2 separate regions of the Zea mays genome follow, and region 2 is linked to region 1. The links are chromatin contacts, called in public Hi-C maps. All regions are on one chromosome and are shown on one strand. The core of a region is the stretch at or near the end of the contact, and the rest is flanking DNA. Distances in the headings are between cores, read along the strand shown.

What was found. Hi-C and Micro-C count contacts between places; a contact is called where the count stands out from the background.
Region 2: a Hi-C map of tassel shows a contact between it and region 1, with 1.9 times the contacts expected there. The contact joins two enhancer-like sites. A contact is called at or near these places in 2 of 25 Hi-C or Micro-C datasets (ear and tassel).

What each region holds. Positions count from the first base shown.
Region 1 is chr4:237,927,987-237,932,568 of Zm-B73-REFERENCE-NAM-5.0, forward strand. LOC100193694 reads left to right here. Exons shown (of 15, transcript NM_001358863.1): 8 at 278-401; 9 at 546-669; 10 at 1,007-1,075; 11 at 1,162-1,253; 12 at 1,355-1,432; 13 at 1,839-1,897; 14 at 1,996-2,154; 15 at 2,232-2,712. The coding sequence ends at 2,132. Among protein-coding and RNA genes, the nearest start is that of LOC100193694, 9.0 kb to the left of the region's middle. Within about 2 kb of position 1,900, at least 9 of the 20 cell types and tissues checked have an H3K27ac peak or open chromatin away from gene starts, as enhancers often do. A contact at or near this core is called in ear and tassel, where this site is marked.
Region 2 is chr4:238,228,396-238,232,977 of Zm-B73-REFERENCE-NAM-5.0, forward strand. No RefSeq gene overlaps it. Among protein-coding and RNA genes, the nearest start is that of LOC100279319, 31 kb to the right of the region's middle. Within about 2 kb of position 2,731, at least 17 of the 20 cell types and tissues checked have an H3K27ac peak or open chromatin away from gene starts, as enhancers often do. A contact at or near this core is called in ear and tassel, where this site is marked.

The DNA.
Region 1 (4,582 bases), core at 650-3,149:
GTTGGTACCTATTGAACCGTCCAATGCAGTGGTCGTTACCGATCGGGTCCGGCTCCAACGCGGTCAGTACTGACTGGTAGGAACTAGGAAGGCCCAGCGGCCGGCTGAACCGACTTGTGTTGGGGCCTGCAGCGGTCGGTAGCGTCTGGTTGTGAGACACCCTTGGCTGTTGGTTAATAGATCTTTGTAGACATTCATTTGTTCTCATGCAATTCCTGTTGGTTTCATACTTGTTATGTGGCAACACCCATTACATTATAATTCTGTGCAATTTCAGAGGTGATCACTTGTGCGGAGTTCCATCCAACTCACTGTAATACACTAGCATATAGTAGCTCAAAGGGTACTATTCGGCTTATTGATCTGCGACAGTCAGCACTGTGTGACAACCATGCTAAACTGTTAGTAACCCCCCTTGAACTTCAGTAACATTATTGTTGATTAGAAGGCAATGCTTAGATTTTATCATTTCTAATGGCTACAAACATTTTAAGTTTATTTATTGGTCATGGTCTTATCTGGTTTAACTGGGGCATCTTGTTCAGATTTGAGGAGCATGAAGCACCTGGATCAAGATCCTTTTTTACAGAGATAATAGCATCAGTTTCAGATATAAAATTTGCAAGGGATGGAAGACACATTCTTAGTCGTGATTATATGACACTCAAGGTTTGCAACAGACCTATCTATCCCGTTACTGAATTTATATTTCTTTTACTCTGTATGATTTGTGCACGAGATATCAATTTTATTACCAGAAAAATCGTCGTTTTTCTCTATCCAGGTCTTGAGGCATTGAGTTCATCTTTCAATGTTATAAATAATCTGTGTGACGTCATTGAGTTCTGATCACTGCACCAAGCCTACCCTTTTTATTGGTCCATCAGATATTTAAATAATTTCACTTAGACTTTGAGGATCAAGGAACTTTTGGTGCTCTGCCCTTTTGTGATAAATATGTTTATCTGCTAGAAATAATTTTAGTTAACCGTTTTTGTTTCTCCAGTTGTGGGATCTAAACATGGATTCAGGCCCAGTTGCAACTTTTCAGGTTCATGAATACTTACGTCCTAAGGTGAATTTTCTTATCATCTGAATGAGAATGAAAGAGCCGTATCAATATCTGCTGTAATCTGATAGCGTGGGTAACATCTTTTGCAGCTTTGTGATTTATACGAGAACGATTCAATTTTTGACAAATTTGAGTGCTGCCTCAGCGGCGATGGACTCCATGTTGCAACTGGTTCTTATAGGTATATCCTTATCCTCGCACTATGAGCTGTGAGAATTGCTAGCTGTTGGGTTCATTTAACACCTCTGTATGTTAACTCATCTCGTGGCATCGTAATTGCAGTAATTTGTTTCGTGTTTTTGGTTGTTCTCCTGAAAGCGTGGAGGCATCAACGTTGGAAGCCAGCAGAAATCCCATGAGGTCCGTCAAATGTTGGGATTACCATTAGTGTGCATATTGTTAAGTGGGTTAAGTTATAATCTACCTGAATATAGAGTATATTTTTTTGAACATGATTCATGAGCCCCTTACTCGCTAATTAACTAAGTTTCTGCTCCAAGTGAGTTTAGTACTCCCTCCGTTCTTTTTTATTTGTCGCGTTTTAGTTTAAAAATGAACTAGCGGGCGGCAAATATTCGAGAACGGAGATAGTATTTAATACAATAATACAACACAACGACAACGAAGCCTTTTATGTTTCTTTTTTTTTCCTTCTATTTTGGAGCTACGTACCATAGAAACAACATGCACTCTACTTGCAAACTACTTTTCCAAGCGTGGCTAAACTTGTACTATTTAACCATTGGAATTGCGGAAACCCATACAGGCGACAGGTTGCTGATCCAGCAAGGCCTGCACGGACTCTGACCGGTGCTGTGAGGAGAGGTCAGTACCCCTCCTGCGCTACCAGACCACGCCCTTCTGGTGGAAAAAAAAATCCAGCCGCCTTGGTTCGGTCCTGATCAGTTAAGCTCACCGTGCAGGTGGAGAGAACACAAGCGTTGACGCCAGCGGAAACTCTTGCGACCTCTCAACAAAGCTGCTCCATCTTGCGTGGCACCCAACTGAGAACTCCATCGCGTGCGCTGCCGCAAACAGCTTGTACATGTACTACGCATAGGGGAACGTGCTAGAGAGAACTGGTACAGTAGTGCTTTTTTTTTGCTTGTTTGCTTGCTTGAAGTGAAAGGCGTGGTCTTTCACACGTTCAAGGATCCAGGCGCAGGAAACTGTTGTCGGTTCGATGGCTGGGGAGCCCCCGAAAAGCGGCAGTCGGTGATTCCACAAGATCAGTCCTGGCACAAGCTGACTTCCTCCTCGGGATTTTCCTTGGTGGATGTGAAGCTGAAGCATGTGTTACTGGTTTATTATTACCGAAGCTTTTTGGCACCCAAGGTATGACGACGGCTGTAGCTGCCTGCCTTGTAGCGAAATTGGCTGCGGAAGGATAAAAGGAAGCGGTAAGAAGACAGACAGACAGGTCACAGGAATACCTGCTCACGTATCACAAAGGCTGTAAGATTTTTCCCCCCTTCTCTTTTACGACGTGTAATGCAACCTAGTCAGAGCTAACCATCAGTTGTCGTGAACTCTGATAGTTTCTGTCATAGATACTGTAGATTTTATCTATGCAGCTGCTGTTGTATTCATTAGATTGTTCGGATAAGTGTACCAGTGGGCTGTGATTTGCTGGTTGTGGCCGTGATGTGGCTACGCGGAGGAATTCGACCGAAGTTAAATCTCTTTCTATTTAAAATTAAATATAAAAGGATGTAACCCAACAAGAAGGCCTCGCAGGTTCCACTCTTCTAATAATGACAACATGAAAGCTTTTGCTGACATCTATTCCTTTTGTTATTATGGTGAAAATGTGCTGTTAAATGATGTGCCCAATTCGTAATAATCTATACTATCTATTAAGAGGCTAATATAGACCTGATTCGTGCCCTTGCCCTCTGCGTACATGCAAGCCTCGCCAGCGCATGCAACTAAAGCTGCGCAATCGTGCATGCAAATGCCACCACTACATACAAAGCCTGCATGTGCATAAGCGTGAATGCAAAGCCGAATGCAACTAAAGCTGCGTAACCATGCATGCAAATGCCACCACTACATGCAAGCCTGCTGCGCATGTGAGTGACAAAGCATGTGTTTGATACCCTATAGAAATTATATGTTAAAAATAAATGCGCTAAACAACACATGTGTTTGGACAATTTCAAGAAACTAAACGGTAAAAATAAGATAAAATATATGTAAATGTAAATAGGATTTGAACCATGGTTATTTGCTTTAAACTCACGATCACATCTGCCTAGCCACCAGAACACACACATTTTTTTATTTTAAACTCTATACTCAAATATAATATAGAGACTTTTATGAAAAATAGGGGAAAAATAAAACCGGGTCATGCTCAGGCCAACCATGATACTTTTTACGTGAATTTGCTACCTCGATGATCTGTATAATTTTCTTTGTATTTAATATCAGATATAACTATGACAACTAATTTTTAGTCGTTTTGGACCGAAAAATATAGATTGGTCAAGCCGTTTAGTAAAACAACATATCACACATACTTGCAAATTGTTTTCACATCTTAATGAAATATATATCCGTATGCAAATTAGCAAGTCAATTTTTTAGAATAGTTCATAGCCATCGGTTCAGAACTTTATGCGAAAGAATGTTGGCTCTACGTCTGCTTATGCGAAAGAATGTTGTCTCTTCCCTTTCCTATAGGAGGGTGAAATAAGTTTTACCAGCAGCGTCGTACCGGAGGTGCCAGTAGCCTTAGTGTACCAGTCGCTCCTTGTCGGCGTTCCGAGACCGGGGGTCCCTTGGGCCGACGAGTGAGTGTCGCCGCGTGCCCCAGCCCAGATGGGTCGAGCGCGAGGGCGAGCGCGAAGGGGGGAGAAGCGAGGCGGCCGGAGACCGGCGTGAGAGAGGTGGGAATCCCGCGGCCTTCGTGTTCGTCCCGCGCCCAGGTCGGGTGCGCTTGCAGTAGGGGGTTACAAGCGTCCACGCGGGAGAGGGAAGCGAGCGGCCCCAAGAGAGCGCCTGTCTCGTCCTCGTCCCCACGCGGCCAACCCTCTCTAAGAGGGCCCTGGTCCTTCCTTTTATAGGCGTAAGGAGAGGATCCAGGTGTACAATGGGGGGTGTAGCAGAGTGCTACGTGTCTAGCGGGGGAGCGCTAGCGCCCTAAGTACATGCCGATGTGGCAGCCGGAGAGATTTTGGCACCCAGCTGGTGTGATGTCGTGGCCGTCGGAGGAGCGATGGAGCCTGGCGGAGGGACAGCTGTCGGAGCGGTTGGGTCCTTGCTGACGTCCTCTTGCTTCCGTAAGGGGGTTGAGAGCCGCCGTCGTCACAGAGCATGCGGGGCGCCATCATTGCCTATCTGGCGGAGCTAGCCAGATGGGACACCGGTCTTGTTCCCTGCGGCCCGAGTCAGCTCGGGGTAGGGTGATGATGGCGCCTCCCGTTGACGTGGCGATCCTGTGCCCTAGGTTGGGCGATGTGGAGGCTCCTCCGAAGCCGAGGTCGAGTCTGTCTTCCATGGCCGAGG
Region 2 (4,582 bases), core at 1,481-3,980, 300 kb after region 1:
TCAGATTCTTTTGGGCTTCTTTTGTTCTTGAGTCTTGGACTTTTCTACTTCTTTTTATGTCTTCTTTTGAGGTGTTGCATCCTGATTGCCTTAGTCCAATCCTCTTTGTATTTTGATTCTTTCACTCATATATCTTGTTTTGCCCAATACTAACTCCAAAATAGTTATATGTTGATTTTGAGCTTTCCAACCTTTCTAGAAGTGTTGAATAATTTCCTTGGGGTATTTAGAACTTATCTAAAGAGTAGAACTATTGGTAGTACATATATTCCATGTTTTATCCCTAATTGGTTGAACTGAGCTAATTCTGACTTAGAAACTAAACTTGTTGATCTTATGAACCTGTGAATCAGAGACTAGGCAAACTAGTTAGTCCGAATGGTTGTGAAGGTCGTCAAGCACCAAAATATAATAAATGGTTTAAGGCCATTTTCCTTTCAGAGAGAGCCTATCCGCCTCCCGCTCATGACCTATGGGTCCAAGGTCTGTGTCCCACTCATGACCTATGAACCCTAGGGCTGAGCCCAATCATGACCTATGGGCCCCCTGCCTAAGCCTCCTGGTGCCCTACTAAGCGCACAAGATGACAGAAGGAAGTTAGAAGGACATGCTACGAAGACTGAGGATCGGCACGAGAAGACATGAACAAAGAGAGTAATGATTACGTTTAGACTCCCATGCTTATTGAGGGGATGGAGCTTGGTTCTCTTTATTCTTCTTGTTTTCTTTCTCTTCTTTCTCTTTTCTTCTCTCTCTCTCTCTCTCTCTCTCTCTCTCTTTCTTGTGTTCTCTACGACTCTACCCTTAAGAGAGAGGGGTAGAGAGGAGTGAATGTGTGTGTGTGAAGAGCTAAACCATTAGTTGGGGATACCCCACTTAAGCTGACAAGTGAGTCCTAAGGGGAGGAGAGGGGAATCACATACAAACTAGTTTTATTGGCTCGATGATTGGGCAAATGGTCAATCAGTTATCGAAGGAATAATGGTTAGCTTCTTTTAATTCGTGACGGTTAGCACGTCCGATCTGAGACTCTCACCTGACCAGGGCTAGGCAGGAGGGGCGACCGCCTAGGGCCCAAGTAGCAAGAGGACCCAAAAAAATATATGTTTCTTATAATTTTTTGGATAATCATAATTTACGGTAGTTTTATATAACTTTTGCATATATTTTTTATGGTAACTCATTTGATGTTGATATTAATAATTTTATCAGTTACTGAGATTCTTCAATTCATTACATGGTAGATTGTTATCCAAATATATGTATTACATATCAGATTTTATTGACCATTACTATGATCGTAGAGTTTCTTTCCACATGTATTATAACCAATCAAGATTTAAATTATTATTTGAGGTACTAAATAAATTTAAATGAAAATGTTGTCGACTTTAAGGTTGTATTACTTTTCAAGATCTATAACTTTCATATTGATAGTTTCAAATTTCAAGCTAACCACTATTCCTTCGTTTACAACATTTAAATTTTAAATTTGAAAACTTCAAACATATTTTTCTATGGCAACATGATTTCAAATAAAAAAATGTCAATTATAAGTTTCATAACATTTCAAGACCTACAACTTTTATTTTGGTGGTTTTTCCATCCAAGGTCATTTGAAAAATTCAAATTTTAAAATTCAAACAAAATTTTGCAAGAAAAGATGGTTTTAAACCAAAATGTTGTCGACTACAAAGTTTCATAACTTTTAAGACCTACAACTTTCATTCTGGTTGTTTTTCCATTTGAGGTCGTTTTAAAAATTCGAATTTAAAATTTTTAAAATTCAGACGTAGTTTTCGTTGCTAAGGTGACTTCAAATCAAAAGGTTACCAACTATAAAATTCTATAACTTTTCAAGATATACAAATTTTATTTTAATTTTTTGGTCATTTATTCATACCACATATTAGTTTTAACATTATTCACAAATCTTATACATCTCTCCTGTAGTTTCATAAAATACGAGAGAGATACAGTTTTTATGAACAAATTTACTTTTATTTTGTCATATGAAGAAATGACAAAAATATAAATTGTACATCTTGATGAGTTATAAAAATTTGTAGCTGAAAACTTTTTCATTTGAATTAATTTACTGCTTCAAAATGTGTTTTTTAAATTGTCTTTGTCTAGTGTTGAAAAAAAACATTCGGAAACAAAACACTTTGCCGAGTGTCAAAAATAAAACACCCGACGGAGAAACTATTTGTCCAGTGTCAAAAATAAAACACTCGGCAAGCAAACCCTTTGTTGAGTGTTTTTTTGTTTGACACTTAATAAAAAACTTCTTTATCGAGTACGAAAAAAAATTCGGTAAATTATTTGGTATTCAGCAAAGAATCGAATTATGATAGTGTCCCGGTCTTCCACGGTAGACTATTGTGATCAAGGCTGCCACCGTGCATGAAAGCGATGCCGGCAAATTGATTAAATTCGATTAATCCCTACGTTCGTGCCACGACAAGTCGAATAATAACAGCATGATCGCCTTGCATGATTAATTGACTGTATAGTGTTATGTTCATTCTCGAATATTTGTCGTATAATAATTATTTTTGAACTAAATTGTGACAAATAAAAAAATAGATGGAGTATATGGTTAGCACACTATCACGAAATGGATTCATCAGCTCGATCGTAACACTAGGCACATTTCTCTTGGGCCTTGTTTGGGCAGGTCCGGTCCAGTCTCACGTGTACGAATTGGCCCACTACACAAGCCATATCGCATTTCGTTAACTACGATACGAGCCCATTACCCATGTGTCGTGTCTACGATACGAGCCTGCTCTGCTTATATATCCACGCGATTTCTTGGACGGCACGACGATGGCATGAAACAAATATCCGTCATCGAATTTGGATATGCATTTGAAAGTTACTGGAAATACTGTTCAGTTGTGTATACTTGTAACTAACATTACGTTGAACCATATCGTGAATGTTTTGTTCTGCTTGCTTGTTATTGCTCATGATATTTTCAAGACTACTACTAGATTTTAGTCTAGTGGTATACTTTATGGAAAAATATTCTATACTATCAATCATATTTAGTAAATCTATTTTTCGTGTATACTTGTTATTGCTTGTACAGTCTATTTTTTTGTGTGCACGCGTACAAAATTACCAAACACACTCACAACATCACGGGACAGACAATCTTGATACAATACGACAACAGATATATCTACACCGCTTCTTTTAGGGTTAGTTTGGCAACCCTGTTTTTTTAAGGGGTCTTCATTTTCTCTGGAAAAATACTTCATTTTTTTAGAAAAATGAGAATCGTTGCAAAAATAGAGTTATCAAACTATCTTTTATACTTTTTCTAATATAATCTACTTGATTGAAGTCAGGGGGAGAGAATAAGAAAGAGAAAAAAATATGTTTTTAGTAAAAAAAGCAAATTAAGAATAAGGTAAGAGGTTATGTTTTTTTATGATAGACTAGTCATTTTTGTTTGAAATGGATATTTTCTTTAAAGTTGATAAAATGATATATCCAAGACATTTATATTCCTTAAGAAAAATAATGTTATGCTTCATTTGGATGCCAATATTAGAGGACATGTAATTGAATTTAGTTCAATACCTAACCAAGCATGGTATTGAAATGAGATGTAATTCCAATTTTATTGTTTGGATGTCACTGAATTAGAGTTTAGAATTGTGTGGTCCAATTCCACACAATACAAAGGAGTGATATTCTATATTGGGACAGTGAGTTTCTAGTTATATAGTCCAATTCCACGGAATTGGGTCTCTAATTTCAAATCTCAATTCCATGTGCAACCAAACAATTGAATTCTGGAAAGTTGATTCCAATTCCTAATTCCGTGCTCCAATATTTTTATCCAAACATGGTATTATAAGTCTATAATACTCTTTTATGGTTGTATTAGAACTATTGATATAAATTTTAAACTATTTAGATTGTACTTAGTGGATGATTTTAACTTAATCCTTGAATTTAGGTCTTATTGTGTTACTTAATATATATATATATATAATGAATCATGATGCAAATTCTATAATTATTATATAATTATAAAATAAGTTTCATAAATTATGTATAAAAAATTTAAATGGTATACCCTTAAATAAAATCCTAGATCGACCACTAGTTTGGTTGCATGCTTGCACCAAATAAATGATTGGAGTACCCAAAAAATATTCAATTTCCTCTTAAACTCATATGCTTTGACTTGTGCTTCCCCATGTGATAGACAAGGAGCTTTTTTAAGTGTAGCCTAAAATTCAACTTGGAACATGAGGAGTATTACTCAGATGATCTAACCAACTCAGTTAGAGGCCCTTTAATAAGTTGATTTATCGGTTCGTTTATCAAAAGATAATAATAACTAGTACCACTATTAAGAAAATATTTATGTGACTAAATTTAATAAATAAACATATTATGCACCAACTCATCTAAAATAGAGTGATTTATCAAACTAAACATTTTTATAAACAGTCTAAAAATATCTAGTTATTTATAATACCAAATAAGTATAACATTTATTTTATAAATATACTTATTTAAAATGATAAATGTTGATTCGTTTTCCTATAAATTTGAT